Regions from separate parts of the Danio rerio genome. Here region 1 is linked to region 2. A link is a contact called in public HiCAR-type data. All regions are on one chromosome and are shown on one strand. Each heading gives the region's core, a stretch centred on a gene start, on an enhancer-like site or on the middle of the called end of the contact. The rest is flanking DNA. Distances are from core to core; before and after follow the strand shown.

What was found. HiCAR-type assays count read pairs that join an accessible place to other places.
Region 1: a contact with region 2 is called in a HiCAR-type map of caudal fin, with 4 times the contacts expected there. The contact joins two enhancer-like sites. A contact is called at or near these places in 5 of 18 Hi-C or Micro-C datasets (caudal fin, embryo, hematopoietic stem cells and 1 more) and 3 of 4 datasets of contacts at active chromatin or transcription factors (caudal fin, embryo and gastrula embryo).

What each region holds. Positions count from the first base shown.
Region 1 is chr19:37,789,386-37,792,434 of GRCz12tu, reverse strand. The region is part of intron 2 of macf1a (microtubule actin crosslinking factor 1a); the gene reads left to right. Among named protein-coding and RNA genes, the nearest start is that of macf1a, 14 kb to the left of the region's middle. Within about 2 kb of position 1,259, at least 5 of the 62 cell types and tissues checked have an H3K27ac peak or open chromatin away from gene starts, as enhancers often do.
Region 2 is chr19:37,666,127-37,669,324 of GRCz12tu, reverse strand. All of the region lies in intron 3 of macf1a (microtubule actin crosslinking factor 1a), which reads left to right. Among named protein-coding and RNA genes, the nearest start is that of macf1a, 140 kb to the left of the region's middle. Within about 2 kb of position 1,639, at least 7 of the 62 cell types and tissues checked have an H3K27ac peak or open chromatin away from gene starts, as enhancers often do.

The DNA of each region.
Region 1 (3,049 bases), core at 10-2,509, 120 kb before region 2:
GTAATATGATGGATAAGATAAAATAGTAAAATAACAGAAAATACAGTCAGTTTATTACAAGGTGTCTGTACAGTAATATACAACACCACGATAGACTACATATATATATATATATATATATATATATATATATATATATATATATATATATATATATATATATATATATATATATATATATATATATATATACATACTTTAAACTATTAAAAATGTTAAGTCTCTTTTTTAAACTTTTCAATGTTAAAATTAGTTGGCAGAAGGATCCAAATCCCATAATGCAATTTAAAAGCAATTCAAAAGTTTATTCAATAAATAAGCAGTACGGAAAAATACGGAAAACTGCTGATTTATAAATATGTTTACAGTTATATAAATAGTATAAGACTGAGTGCGTAAGTAAATAATATGGTAGAATCATACAATGGCAGACTGCTTGTTTTCTGGTTTCATTTACATTTGATTCATCCAGTAGTTTCAATTCAGGACAGCAGAATTTGACAAAAATTTACAGAAGTTCCCAGCTTCTCAAGATAATACCATTGGTCATTTTACATATCCTTGCCTAATTTTGAATATATAGCAACTTATTATTAAAAACTGAAGCACTTCTTAGATTTGCTTGACATCTCGTCTCATTTTGAAGCAGCAGATCAGCCTTTTAAAACTGTTTATCATTGTATTTAAAACAAAAAAATCAGGATCAATACACTGAGGGACAGTTTGGCTATTTGTAATCATCGTGGTGATTTTAGAAATATTGGCCCTGACTTGTTGAGAAAATGGTCCATTTTGTTGTGTCCTGACTCGTCACATGATTGGATACGAAGCAATCTGGCAACTGTGTGAAGTTGGAAAGTTTTACACATGGTGCTTTTCTGATACGCATTAGTGTTCAGCTGCACAAGGATCAAGTTCTGTGAAATAAACTGTGATTGAGCTGGACTGAAGGAAAAAAAAGGCAGAATGTTGAGAGCCAAACTGTTTGAGACTGTTTTTAGACACGCTGACTGACTGCTATGGCTTTTCCTGCTGACTTCATTACTGCTTCTGAGTCTCTAACCAATGCTGAACTAAACAGTTGTTCAACAGAAAGAGAATACGGGCTAAAAGCAAAATATTATTTTATAAGACAAATAGTGAGAAAACACTAGTCACTGTTTAGTTCACGAAACGGATGTAAGGATATCCAAGGCACATCTGGAATGCTGTGCAGACTGTCACGCTACAGCCTTAACAGAGTTTTCCCTGCCAACCCTAACCTCACTATTTTACGAGCATGTGTCGAGCTTGGGTCCCTCCAGATTCGCCTCTGTCAGACGTGATCTGTGTTTGTTCCATCAACATTAGCTAGTCTGGGAAGCTTGTTTGTTGTTAGAGGGGAATGCTGGCTCAAATTGTCTGAGCATTATGAATGCTTACATACAGAAATTAAAAACTTAAAATACATGAAATTCATCACACAATTAATATTCTGCATAATTTTCTGTTACTTTGTAAAAAAAAAAAAAATACAGTTTTTTTGTGATGCCTGCATTTTTTGTGCTTTTAGAAATTTTTATATTTTATTAAAGAAAAGGACATTTCTATATTTTATTTTATTAATTACAGTTGAGGTTTTCCCCCAAGTTCTGTTTAACAGAGAGAAGATTTTGTTTCAACACATTTATAAATATAATAATTTTTAAAAACTAATTTCTTGTATCTTTGCTATGATGAGAGTACAGAATATTTTACTTAATATTTTCAGGATTATTTTTCAGCTTATAGTGCAATTTAAAGGTTTAATTAGGTTAAGTAGGCAAGTTTGGTCAATTAGGTCACTATAACAATGGTTTGTTCAGAAGACAATCGAAAAAGAATTGCTTAAGGGGGCTAATAATATTGACCTTAAAATAGTTTTGAAAAAAATAAACTGCTTTTATTCTAGCTAAAATAACACAAATAAGACTTTCTCCAGAAGAAAACAATATTATTGGAAATACTGTGAAAAATTCCTTGCTCTGTTAAACATCACTTGAGAAATATTTTAAAAATAATGCTAAAATTTGACAGAAAGGCTAATAATAATATGTAATAATAATAATTCCTTACATTTCTATAGCGCTTTTCTGGGCACTCAAAGCGCTTTACACAGTGGGGGGAATCTCCTCATCTACCACCAGTGTGCAGCATCCACCTGGATGACGCGACGGCAGCCATTTTGCGCCAGACCGCACACTACACACCAGCTGATTGGTGGAGAGGAGACAGTGATGCAGCCAATTGAATATGGGGATGGTTAGGAGGCCATGATGGACAAAGGCCAGTGGGCAGATTTGGCCAGGATGTCTCACACAAGTGCCCCTTTACAGTACATTTGGATTTGGATCCTATTTTAATGTCGGGAGATACGCACAGTTCTTTCAAAACAAAAGATGATTTTCAGCATAGGTGCTCTTTAAAGATGTTTTTGTTCATATATGATACAAATGACAGCTTTTAATATGCCTAAATTATTTCATGTTGATTAAAGATAAAAAAATTACTTCAACCGTATTTACTAATGCATTCTAATTTTTCGAAAGTGTATAATATTTTGACAAACTTTGCCTTGATTTGCTCGCTGATGTCTTCTGCTTTGTCCCCTATTCGTTAAGTGACACTGTAAGTTAAAAATCTGTTTAATTTACCACATTTAAATAAAACATTTTGTTTCATTTGTGTTTGCCCTAGTTTGGGCATCTCTGCTTTAGATGCTCAAGCTTTTTAAGTTTATCATTTAAAGAGATTATGATTTAAGATTCATCAGCCGAAAGGAAAATCATTATTAAAGTGATTCATAAATAAACTGTTATTCCAAGGAAGGGCGGCATGGTGGCCCAGTAGTTAGCAGTGTCGCCTTACAGCAAGAAGGATGCTGATTCAAATCCCGGCTGGATCAGGAGGCATTTCTGTGTGGAGTTTGCATGTTCTCCCCGTGTTGGCTTGGGTTTTCTCTGGTTTCCCTCACAATCCAAAGACTTTTGCTATAGGTGAAATGGATGAAGTAAATTGGCCGTAGTTTATG
Region 2 (3,198 bases), core at 390-2,889:
GAATTATCCTTTTTTGTTTTACAAAAGTCTTAGGATCATCAATTATTCATTTATTTTCTTTTCAGCTTAGTCCTTTTATTAATCTGGGGTCGCCACAGCGGAATGAACTGCCAACTTATTCAGCATATGTTTTATGCAGCGGATGCCCTTTCAGCTGCGACCCATCTCTGGGAAACATCCATATACTCTCATTTACATACGTACACTATGGTCAATTTAGCCTTCCCAATTCACCTGTACCGCAGGTCTTTGGACTGTGGGGGAAACCGGAGCACCCGGAGAAAACCCACACAAACATGAGGAGAACTTGCAAACTCCTCACAGAAATGCCAACTGACCCAGCCGAGGCTCGAACCAGTGACCTTCTTGCTGTGAGGCGACAGCACTACCTATTTAGATTTTTTTTTTTTTGTATTTATGATGTTCGTATGTTGCCCTGTTGCCTATTATTTTAAATTTGCACACATTTCTTGTTTTTTTTTGCTATTTATTGCTGTTTGTTTTGCATGAATTTTGTAAGACAACCCTAGGTGTCTAGAATGGCACCGTTAAATAAAATGACTTATTATTACTTTGTGTTTAGCTGAGTGGGGAAGCTTTATTGTGACATTGATCATGTGAACACTTTAAATAGACTATCAGATGTTCTTGTTTCCACTGAAGCACAAGATCTTTCACCTAAAAATGAACATGCTGTTATTTCTTCTCCCTTCACCTCTTCCAGACCTGTTTGAGTTCTGTTGAATAAAAATGTAAAATTTTAAAGAGTGTTGTAAACTGGTTAACGTCCATAGGTTTTTTCTGTTATGGATGAATAAACTTCTGCTAGTCTTACATTCGTGGTAATTTCCCATTTCAGCTTATTCTATGGTTGCACCCCAAAATAATCAAATATTGAATTTCCAGTCGTGTCAGGATTTTGTTTTTAAAATGTCTCTTTTGGTGTAAAATTTGTTGCATATTTTATTATATACTATGGGGATGTCGGAACAATTTTATGCATACATTACTTTTGCAACATAAAAGCTACATGATATTTATCTCATGCAAGGCAATAAGCAACGATGGAAGCAAATACACTTTCACTAGTAACACACTTGCTCACAAAAGGACATTTTACAGACAGAAAAAGACTGACAAATGAAAGCTGCATCACCTTGGCTGTGCATCAATTAGTACTTTAATATAATATAATATAATATATAATATAATATAATATAATATAACAAACTTTCTATTACATTTTTTTATTTTATTTTATTTTTTTAAATAATTCACACCCAATAATAACTAACCCAATCTGCATTTGTTCGATAAAACATTAAAGAAAAAATAGAATTATTGTGAAATATCATAATATAAATCCTTTTTATATTCGAAAATAATATAAAATATATTTTGGTGTGATGCATTCTGGTTTGATTTGGGGTGAAAAGAGCAGAAATGGAGAGGATGGAGCCACAGAGTTGTCAGGATGTTCTTTTATACTCAGCAGATGGTTCCTCCGTGGCCCTGTGGGGAAGCAGCTGTGTTGAATCTGCAGTTTACAGCTTAGGGTCTCTGAATCTACAGACACATTGTGTGTACACTGAAATGAAGAACTTCAGGATCCTCTGTGTTTTGTTTTTGTGCCGCTTGTTTTCTGCCACATCTCAATGACTCTGGTGCCCTCTGCTGGACAGAGTTACTGCACTACAGTTTAGACATTAAATATTATATTATGCAAAATGTTTTTGTTAATAAGATGCCTTTAAATACAGATACTTTACAGTCTGCTTTTGTTAATATAGCTGTCATTTAAATACAGCTACTGTAACAGAACATTTTACACTACTACATGCTTGCATGTTCAGTTAAACGCACACTTAAATATACAATCAAGGCCAAAATTATTATACATTTTTTTTAACCGGGAATGACAAAAGCTGTTCCCAAAACATAATAAGATGATGTACAAGAGGCATCATTGTGGAAAAAAATATGTATTTCTCTGCTTTTATTTACATTTGAACAACAACTTGAAGTCAGAATTTGTCAGGGGTGAATCATTTCAGGCTTGACTGTTTATGTGACCCAGGATCATAAAACGTGTACATTTGTAGAAACTGAGATTCATACACCATCTAAAATCTAAATAAATAAGCTTTCTGTCCATGTGTGGGTTGTTAGGGTCAGAGATACTGCTATTTGAATATCAGGAATCCGAAGGTTAAAAAAACATCTAAATATTGAGAAAATCACCTTTTAAGTTGTCCGATTTAAGTACTTAGCTATGCAAATTACTGATAAAAAAAAGTATGGTAGGAAATTTGCATAATTGTCTTCATTAAACATGATTTTTACTTAATATACAAATTATTTTTGGCATAAAAGAAATATGTGTAATTTTGACTAGCATATCTTTGACTATTCCTATACCTGTTCAACAAGGTTTTGTGGTCCAGGTTCAAATGTAGGCTTTTAAATTCTGTTACATGGTATCCGGGGGTCTTATAAATCAATTTGCAGAAATTTTAGGCCTTTAAATAGGATTTAAAATATTTAAATCCTATTTTACAAGCTATTACATTTTGTATCAGTATGACAAAGTTTGCCTGAATTAAATATGCAAATATTGGGATGCTGTGTCGTTCATGAAATTGATAAAATCCTGCTAGATTTGATATTATGCTGCTTTTGTTTACTGCAGTAACCAAAGCAAAAACATTTTTCCTGCTTTCACATGGCTGCCATTTTAAAAAAGCGAAAGTGAGTCTGCGGTGGGAAGAAACCTTACTGAAATTCAGTATCGTGACAAGCCTAAAATAGTGAAAAAATCAGTTCAGTGACTTGAGTTTGATAATTGGCATCTAAAATGTGTGTTTGGTAAGGAAAATGTTAGCTAACTAGTGCCCTTTTCCTTAACTCAGCTAAAAATAATGTCCGATATCCCTTTTTATTTACACTATTTATTCAGAACAGACCTTCGGGTCACTCATATATGATACTTTTGTGTCACTTTCTCTTTGCTGATAAGATATACAGCCAAGTACACAACAATAAGTCATCATAGACACTGTTCCTGTGTGACTCCAGGCGATACTTTCGGGTTTCTTCCCCCCACTTTCGCTTTTAAGATGGCGGCTGTTTGAAATCAGTGTATAGGCATCACCTGCTGGATTAGCATTTTTAGTCAGTACATGACAGTACATCGCTTTG